2 separate regions of the Anas platyrhynchos genome follow, and region 1 is linked to region 2. Evidence: chromatin contacts called from public Hi-C data. All regions are on one chromosome and are shown on one strand. The core of a region is the stretch at or near the end of the contact, and the rest is flanking DNA. Distances in the headings are between cores, read along the strand shown.

The links. Hi-C and Micro-C count contacts between places; a contact is called where the count stands out from the background.
Region 1: a Hi-C map of subcutaneous adipose tissue shows a contact between it and region 2, with 1.9 times the contacts expected there. The contact joins the enhancer-like site here to the promoter of UVSSA in region 2. A contact is called at or near these places in 3 of 8 Hi-C or Micro-C datasets (liver, skeletal muscle and subcutaneous adipose tissue).

Annotation. Positions count from the first base shown.
Region 1 is chr4:72,995,752-72,999,755 of IASCAAS_PekinDuck_T2T, forward strand. It overlaps CTBP1 (C-terminal binding protein 1), which reads left to right. Exons shown (of 10, transcript XM_072037854.1): 5 at 1-113. Among named protein-coding and RNA genes, the nearest start is that of SPON2, 140 kb to the right of the region's middle. Within about 2 kb of position 2,465, at least 7 of the 8 cell types and tissues checked have an H3K27ac peak or open chromatin away from gene starts, as enhancers often do. A contact at or near this core is called in subcutaneous adipose tissue, where this site is marked.
Region 2 is chr4:72,721,441-72,726,083 of IASCAAS_PekinDuck_T2T, forward strand. It overlaps UVSSA (UV stimulated scaffold protein A), which reads right to left and starts at 1,701. Exons shown (of 13, transcript XM_027455708.3): 1 at 1,453-1,701; 2 at 1,024-1,354. The coding sequence starts at 1,550.

The sequences.
Region 1 (4,004 bases), core at 1,215-3,714, 280 kb after region 2:
GCTTCACCAGGCTCTGCGAGAAGGCACGAGAGTACAAAGCGTCGAACAGATTCGGGAAGTGGCTTCCGGAGCTGCCAGGATCAGAGGGGAGACCTTGGGCATTATTGGATTAGGTATGTTGGCTGGTGAGGTGGTTTAATGCTCCTCGCCTCCTATTGCTTTAAAAAAATTACGAGGATTTGAGCTGTTAAAACAACACTAGTTCACTCCTTTCCATGCCAAGCATTCTGTATAATACCACTTCGTTCCTGGTGTTTATATATCTCAAATGTTTTCCCTGTAGGCATCATCATTTCCCTCAGACAACTATTTTTGCAATTTTTGCTGTTGATATTCCTCAGTTCTTTGAGCTTCTGGACATCTTTTTGCTGGTGTCAGGCACGCTGCTTGTAAGACTCCATCGCTTCCCTTTTCCAGAACAAGGATCCTGCTACACCAACCCATTGTCACCTGTATTTGTTCTATTCATCGTTTGTTGTCATATCTGGTTCTGTTTGTGCTGTTTTCCTTTTGCTGTTTTTAATATGTCTGAAAAGTGCTTGCTGCAGGAACAGTCTGCAGAGCAGTTACTTCTTGCATTTGGTTGGGCTGCATTTGAATCTGTATTTCAGCTCAAATGAGAGGAAAAATAAATGCAAGAAAGTTTGAAATGCTTCCAGACCTAATAAAATCACCTACTTACCTCTCTGAATGTCCCTAAATGTGTTTCGGCATCTAACAGATGGACAAGCTTGCTTGAGACGAATTAATTGCTGTCTGTTGCAGACGCAGAGAAGAAAAACAAGCAAGTCAGTTTCTATATAAAAATTATTCAGTCATGTGCTTGTCTTATCAAAGATCTGATGGACTGTGGATGTGATTGCTGTGGTATTCATCTGCAGGAATTAATAATACGATTTTGACAACAGGGCATCATACTTTAATGACTGTTCCAGTTACACATTGCTGTCAGATATTTCAAGCCATGAACTCTTACTTTTTGGAATCCAAAAATGCTTGGCGTTACGTACCACTCATTTGAACGAGTGCACAAGGCAATAGAAAGCGTCTTCACACTTAAAGAACAGCCTTTAAAATGTGACTTTCAAGGAGATAGTCATGAAGTTGCTTGCTCAAATCTATACCCGTGTATTAATGCACCTCATTTAAACATGATTATTGCACTCACAGTCACAGCATCTGTACATAAATAATAGACAAATCACCTGCCGTGTTTTAAAAATGGAAATATGCATCAAGTTTTTGAACCTTAAGTCTTCGCTTACATGCTATGTGCTAATTTGCTGGAGACATCTGTCCTGTTGGCATTGTGTTTATTGTGTTACGCTTTAATTCCAGGCTGAGCTGAGAAAAAAGCCTTCATTTATTACTGAATTTCTTAAATGAGTTTTCTGTGTGCTGTTTTTGTTGCGAATGACTGGAAAGTATAGAGAAACAATTTGGATAATCAGATTGCCAGTATGTATGTAATGCTGCATGAGGTGCTAAGGGTTTTTTATTGCTTTTGTTTTGTTTCTGTTTGTTGGTGTTTGTTTTTTTTTAAAGATGCCTTTTGTGTGCGTGGCATAGTAAAAGGCTGGTAAATTCTGATTTTAAAGGTACACTTCTGTTGCAGTTATTAACCAGCAATTTTCTGCAGTCTTTGATTGTTCCTATTTCTTTTCCTACAATGGAATGTTCACAGCTTTTAAAGTGAGTATTTTAAAGTTTTGAACATATCCACTGCTTGGTTTTGCACATGTATGTGAATATGCCCAGCGTTGTGACTGAGCTCCTGTTCTAACAAACTCCAATATAGATGGGTATTTATGAAGAAGTCTTAGAAGCAGTCTTAGAAGACGTGGAAACACAGCTATGCTAGGTTTAGCATTTGGGCACTTGAGATGCTTAGACTTTGACATACTCCCTTCCCTGTTCCAGATCACTACAAGAGGGTAGCTATCTCTAGTTTTAATCTAAAATGTGTATTTACAGCCATGTTCAACAGACTGTTGCCCTTAGGTTATGTTTCTCTACTAGTGGCCTCTTCCCACATATTTAGTTTTGCCTCAATTTGTAATTGTCTTATTAGGATGTGTCAGCATCAGAGCAGCTGAACCAGTAAGAGGCTATGAAGTGAATGTAGCACATACAAAACTGTTCTCATCTTTTGTTCCTAAGTCCTGCTGCTTTCCTCCAGCTTTGTGTAGTGTCCTTTTGTGTTTACACACTTCTGAGATCATCCCTTATCTCAGCCCCAGCTATTTTGTGCTCTTGTCTTAAACTTGTCGTCTCTTCGGCAATGGGTTGCATAAATTGCATCATTTTGCTGCTGCAGCACCTCAGTCCAGACCTTCACATCTGTTCCTGGGCATTTTTTGTAGTTTTTATTTTTATTTTTAGCCAAAGATAAGCATCCCAGCTCTTGCCTATCTCTGTGCTAGGGAACGACTACGTCATTCGCTCCAAAGCTCCAACTACTCACTTCCTTATCCACTGGTCTAGCCAAGCTTCATGACTCACTTGCCTTTTTCTTTCCATCACCCACTCTCTTTTCTTTGCCTCCTCTCATGCATATTCCTGCTTTGACACTTGGTCTATCCTGCTTAATCCCATTACTCAGTGCTCCTCCTTTAAAGTTAACCCCATCTCTCATCCTCTGCTTGTACTGGAGATAAGCAAAGACTCAACTACATAATGCCCCCTTCATGTGCTTGTTGGATACCATCCGTCATTGTTCCGTTGTTTGGTTAGCCTCTGGGTTCCTCAGGGCAGAGCCTGTGTTTCTTTCTGTCCTTCTGAAGTGTGTGATTCTGTAAGCCTAACATAAATAATAATATCACATCATCAAACAGCTGTCTTTGTCACTTTTAGTCTTTATTACTACCCAGTGCCCTATATTTCAAGCGATGCGTCACAAGCTTTGCAAGCTTGGATAGGAAGCCCTGTGCTGAAAAAAATGCTACCTCTTCACCTTTTATCTAGGCAGATAGGTTGTAGGTATTTTTGTTGTGTGTTTTTTAGATTTTTTTAAAACAATATTTATGAGCAGCAGCATGTAAGTACTTGGATGAGTTGATAGCTGGAGCTGGTTCTGCTGTAAGGATGATTTTGCAGCAGCGAAGGCTGTGAAATCACACTCCCTTCCTCTTCCTTCCCAGTTACAAATGCTGGTGACTAATAGCTAATGCATTTCCTCACTCAGAAGAGGTGAAATTCTTCCAGATCAATTTGACAGTGCATCATAATCAGCATTCATCACTCAGTTTGTCTTTCCTCACCTGCTGTGTTGTCTCACTGGTTCCACATCCTGACTAGACGCTGGCCAAGGCACCGATCAGCACGTCAGACAGTGAGCTTTGAGCTGGGTGGCATTGCCATGCAATAAATGTGGCACCCCTAGCAGTCCTACGAGCTCATCTGATGTGCTCACCAGGAGATCCAACAAAAAGGCACGCTCCACAAAGCAAACCATGTATCAGAGATCTCCAGGAGGGATTAAAAATTGCCCAGATTCCCCACAGCTGTTGCAAAGAGCTGCTAAGTGTGAGCACTTCTTATTTCCATGGAAGTCTACAGGCACCTCATCAACATTTCCACGGTACTGAGGGCATTTAATAAAACTGTAATACCAGAATAGAGGCAGGCTCTTTGCCCAGGGGCTGGGTGGAGATCATTGACGACTGCAGCTCCTATATTGTTGTGCTTGGACCAGGTTCGAGTCGAGGTCAGGATCAGAGGCCCTGCAAACTAGGACACTGGGGGGAAGTTGCTGAGTCTGACTACCAGGAGACCCAGGAGTTTCTGGTGTGTCTCTCTTCATGCTGCTGGTTTGACTGGAGTGAAGAATGGGCTTTGCAAGAGCCTTATATAAATCTCGTTATGTCTGAAATAGGCTTGGGTCGTTTTTGCATTCCTGCAACTGTATGGAGAGTGCATTTTGTGCATCCTTCCTGTATCACAGACCAAGAAGTTCATTTAATATTTTGTATTTCTGAATTTACCTCTCCTCGGAAGCACCCAAG
Region 2 (4,643 bases), core at 451-2,950:
AGGCAAGGATTTTTAAAGCCTTTTTGCCATAACACAAGATGTACAAGAATATCTCCCAATGGGTAATCTATTCCAGTGTAGATGTGTCCTTTATGTTTTGTCCTAGTTTGTTTTTAATCACTTTATTTAAAGTTCTTCCTCCCTGTTTATGTAGTTCAGCCCTTTCCACAAAGGTACCTTACCCCTGTATATCTGTCATTCTGTAACTGAGGTCAGAGACAGACGGCCCTTCGCTTCAACTCCAGTAGCTGGCCATTACTTAATATACTTAATAACACATCTGGGCAAATGTAGTGACTGAGCTGTAAGTTACATACATAGGATATTCAACTGAGAAGCTTTTAAAAAAAGTAAAAGGGAAAGGAATGCTGGAAAACCAATGCCTTCAGTCAGGATGCTGTATGGGTCTCAATAAAAGGGCATCTGCCTTGAGAGTAGTGCCAGAAAGCTTAGTTCAGTTTCTGGTCAGCACTGAACATGATGTCAGTGCTGATGGTGAACTGTGTAACATTTCCTCTACCTAGCATTCATCTTGCTAGCAGGTTATAGGAAAGAAGTATAGAATGGCTCGGGTTGGAAGGGACCTTAAATATCACCTAGTTCCAACCCTCTCCCATGGGCAGGGATGCCACCCACTGCATCAGGTTGCTCAGCACCCCATCCAGCCTGCCCTTGAACACCTCCAGGGGTGGGGCATCCACGGATTTTTTAGGCAACCTGTAACAACTCAAAGACATTACATTTCTCTAAATAGCACCTCATTTTCTGAAAAGCCTTCAGAAAACACTTCATGCGAAGGGGTAGGCATTTGCTAGCTTTAATTTGCGGAGATGTAGAAGAGAGTTTTTGCTTCATGTGAGGGTAAGTCACCACAAGTCTAATGAAGACTGGGTAATTTGGGATGCCTCCTACAGACAGCACTTGGCTCCCAGAGGGTTTCCTTCCCAATTTATTGATTCTCTCTCTCGAAACACCTAGCAACTCACCACCTAAGCACACCCACAGGCGAAGCCGCCGCGTTACCTTCTTGTTCTGCCTCAGATAGTGGTACCCCAGCGCCAGCTTCTTGTAGGCCTCGCCGTACTTGTCGTGCCAGTCCTGCACGCAGTGCAGGGCAGCCTTCCTCAGCTTCTGTGCCACCTCGGCGGGCGGCGGCAGGGGCTGCCGGTGCTCGGTGCCCACCACCAGCTCCAGGAACTCCTGGAAGTCGGCGATGAGCAGCGTGCGGAACCGGTGGGACCTGGCGAAGAGCTCCCGCAGCGCCTGGAAGGCCGACAGGCGCACCTGGGCGTGCGGCTCCCTCAGCCTGGTCAGCAGCAGGTGGTAGGCATGGCCGATGTGGTCATCCGAAGACCTGAAAAGAGGGGAAAAGCGGCAAAATTTACCACATAAATTGCTGGGTTTCGGTCAAAAAAGGCCTTTTTGGGGTTAATTTTCCAGGCCGGCTCCTACTTGCAGATTTTCTTCAGCTCCTTCAGCCTGCCCGGCTCCAGCTGCGGCTCCCCGGCTGTGGTGAGCTCCTCCACCAGCTCGGCCAGGCGCTGCGCCATCGCCCGCGGCCCCCCGGCTCCTGTCAGAGCCCCTCACAACCCGCCCCCCCCCCGGGGAACGCGCCGGGTGGTGCCTTCCTCACGCACCCACCCCCCCGGAACGCGGCGGGTGGTACAGCCCGCGCTCCTTCTTCACGGAGCCTACCCCTGCTGACGGGGTGGCAGCGCGCGTGACGTCACGCTGGGTGGAGGAGAGGGAGGGGGAGGTCCTTAAAGGGACCGCGACTGAATATTTTTTTGGGGGGTGGATGGATAAATTACAAAGTTTCCACAGAATTGATCAAAAATCCACATCAGGGCTACAAAGCTGGTGAAGGGCTTGGAGCACAAGTCCTGTGAGGAGCGACTGAGGGAGCTGGGGGTGTTTGGGCTGGAGTCTTAGCATCGCACCACATGAAATGACTGTAGTAAGCGTAGTTGCTGCAGTAGGGGGCTGGTTGAACTGAGGTAAAATACACTTTTATGACGCATTGAACACACTCAGTACAAGCCAGGAGGAGCCAAATAGCGAGAGGTTACAAAATAGTCTGAAATGAGTCAAATTAGACGCAGGAGGAGGGGTGATAGGGTTGATGCCCTGTTCTGGTGTCCCCCTCCAGCAGCCACACGAGCGTGGCTCAGTTACTGGAGGTCATGGGGCTCTCCTGGGTTCGCTCCTGGCAGCACTTGTCCTCCTTTCAGTTTTGGGTGCCACACTGGAAATGTTCTGCAGGCCCCCGTTTCTGAAAGTGCTGACCAAACACCGGGAAGGACCAAGCCCTTGCAGGTGCTCACTTTGAGCATCTTGGAGAAGGGAGGCATTTAAAATGGGTATTCCCGTTTGAAAATGTTGTCAGGTGTTTGAAGGGTGTTTCCCTTCATCCACAACTAAGGCGTGTGTTGAAATTCGTATTGCAGCTCTCCGAGCTGGCTTCTGGGATAGGAAAGACATCATTGATCACTTTGTACAAGTAGTGAACTCATATTTTCAAACACATTTACTACAGTGAAATCATACATACATTTTGCGGCGGTTCTGTTATTTTTGACTTGATATATGAAACTAATAGCATTTTACTTTTAAATAATGTTTTTCCTTCCTTGTTGCCTTCCATCTAGTAAAATGGATGTCCTACATTTCAGTGTGAAAAGCACATACGATGGCACAACTAATCTTCAAAGTTTAGATCAGTTTACTCTTTCAATATTTCTTATTTTTCTATTTTGTTTCTTAATTTGATTGAAAGTGCCTAAACAACTGCTTCCTATTAGGTTATTGCTTGCAACAATAACATTGCTTTAATGTTTAGAAACAGTATTTCAAAAGGAGCCTCAAGCAAGGTACTTAACATCTACAAAGTCACCATTTCATATCCATGCATAATGTTTAAGAAATCCCTGCAAGGAGCCATATGGTTTTTGCAAAGAATCGCTTGATGAATGAATGCTGAGTTGTGTAACTCATTCATGGTGGTCCCTTAGGCAAATCCCAGCGACAGCTAAGCTGTTTGCTTATTTATTTATTTATTTGATCGCAGGCAATTACATAAAATTGTGTTTGCTCGAGTTGCTGAGTTTCTTTTCCCATCTACTTTTCAATGAACATGGTAAATATCCACCATTCAAATATTTCCATGCTTCCTTCATCTGGACCAGTCTGATAAAAGACTGAAGAGAGCTGGACCACTGCAGAATTCATTTTGCTGCAGAAGTCCCAACCACTCTGCACTTGCTTTGATTTTCCCCTGCTCAGGGTGGTGCAGGGGAACGCAGGACACTGTGGGGTGCAGAGGCAGGAGCTAAGAGCAGCTGCTGCCCCTCTGAGCCTCAGCACTGAGACTTACTACCAGTTTACACCTGATTTCAGCAAAGCCTGAGTCTGCTGCTTCACGTCACATGCATCACGACAGGTTGTTGGCTCTGCAAGTCCAGTATCTTTGGCTAAATACATAGACAAAATATAGTGCCAAACAGAATTTTATCCATTGAAACCACTTATTTGTGTCTGAAGGTTCTTACATTAAAGCAGAGCCAGCTGTTCTGTCCCAGATTTAAAATGTCAAGATGATGGCTCTAGGAAGGATTGTTTCAAACTTTCACGTAACATTCAATTTTCAGGTATTCTTTTTAAAAAAGAAAGATCCAGGTAGAAGACAGTTCCACCATGTTATTAGATGATTCTTTGCCTGGGATTGTTTTCAGCTGTGCAATAACAGAGCATGTCAGGCAGAAAGAAACCCCACTGAACTCTTAAAATAGCTGTCTTCAGCTTAATGATATGAAATTAAAAAGGAGGGTTTATTCTTCTGCCAAAATGGAACTTAGGCAAAAAAAAAAAAAAAAAAAAAAAAAAAAAAGCTTTTCTACAAACAATCTGGAGTTAAAATAACTTTGGTTTCAGGCCTGAAGATGCAGAAACATGATAAACACTGATATTAAGTTGTCACAGAGTTTGTGCCAGTTGGTTTGCAAAGAAAATACTGACCTTCTGTGTGAGAAGAATAGATGCTTAACCGCTAGTTTGACTCAAGCAAAAGGATGACAGTTATTTGAGAGCCCTGAACAAGCTCCTAAGGGGTAAGGACTATATTTAAACAGATGTTCTCAAGGAAAAAATGCTCTATTCATTAAACCATCAATAACACGAGGCCAACAATACTTGGCGACCTCCTGTAACTGTGTGAAATACTGTGACAACACTTCGGCCTATTGTAACATTTTATAATTCTGTCATAGGCGGAGATGAATGAACCTGCTCCATATGGCCTAGATCATGAATTAAATAACCATTTGTAAGTTGGATGGAGCAGGAATAGCTGCAGGAGAACCATCGCAAATCAAGGAGCACCTACCTATGCTTAGCTTGTACTTGCATCTAGAATAGGTTTTAAAATGATCCTACAGCATTTCCTGAAAACTCCACGCCAGTAACAACAAATTGCTATTTCTTCCATGGAAAAATCTAACCAAAACCTAAAGAGAAAGGCAAATAATGAGTCCCAAACCAGCTGGCATTCTTCCAGGTTAGACAGGTCAACAGCACAAGTTAATATTTCTGTGAGAATGCACCCAAAGAAGAGCAACCCAACCTTGCAAGCAGGTGTCTTTGTTTGT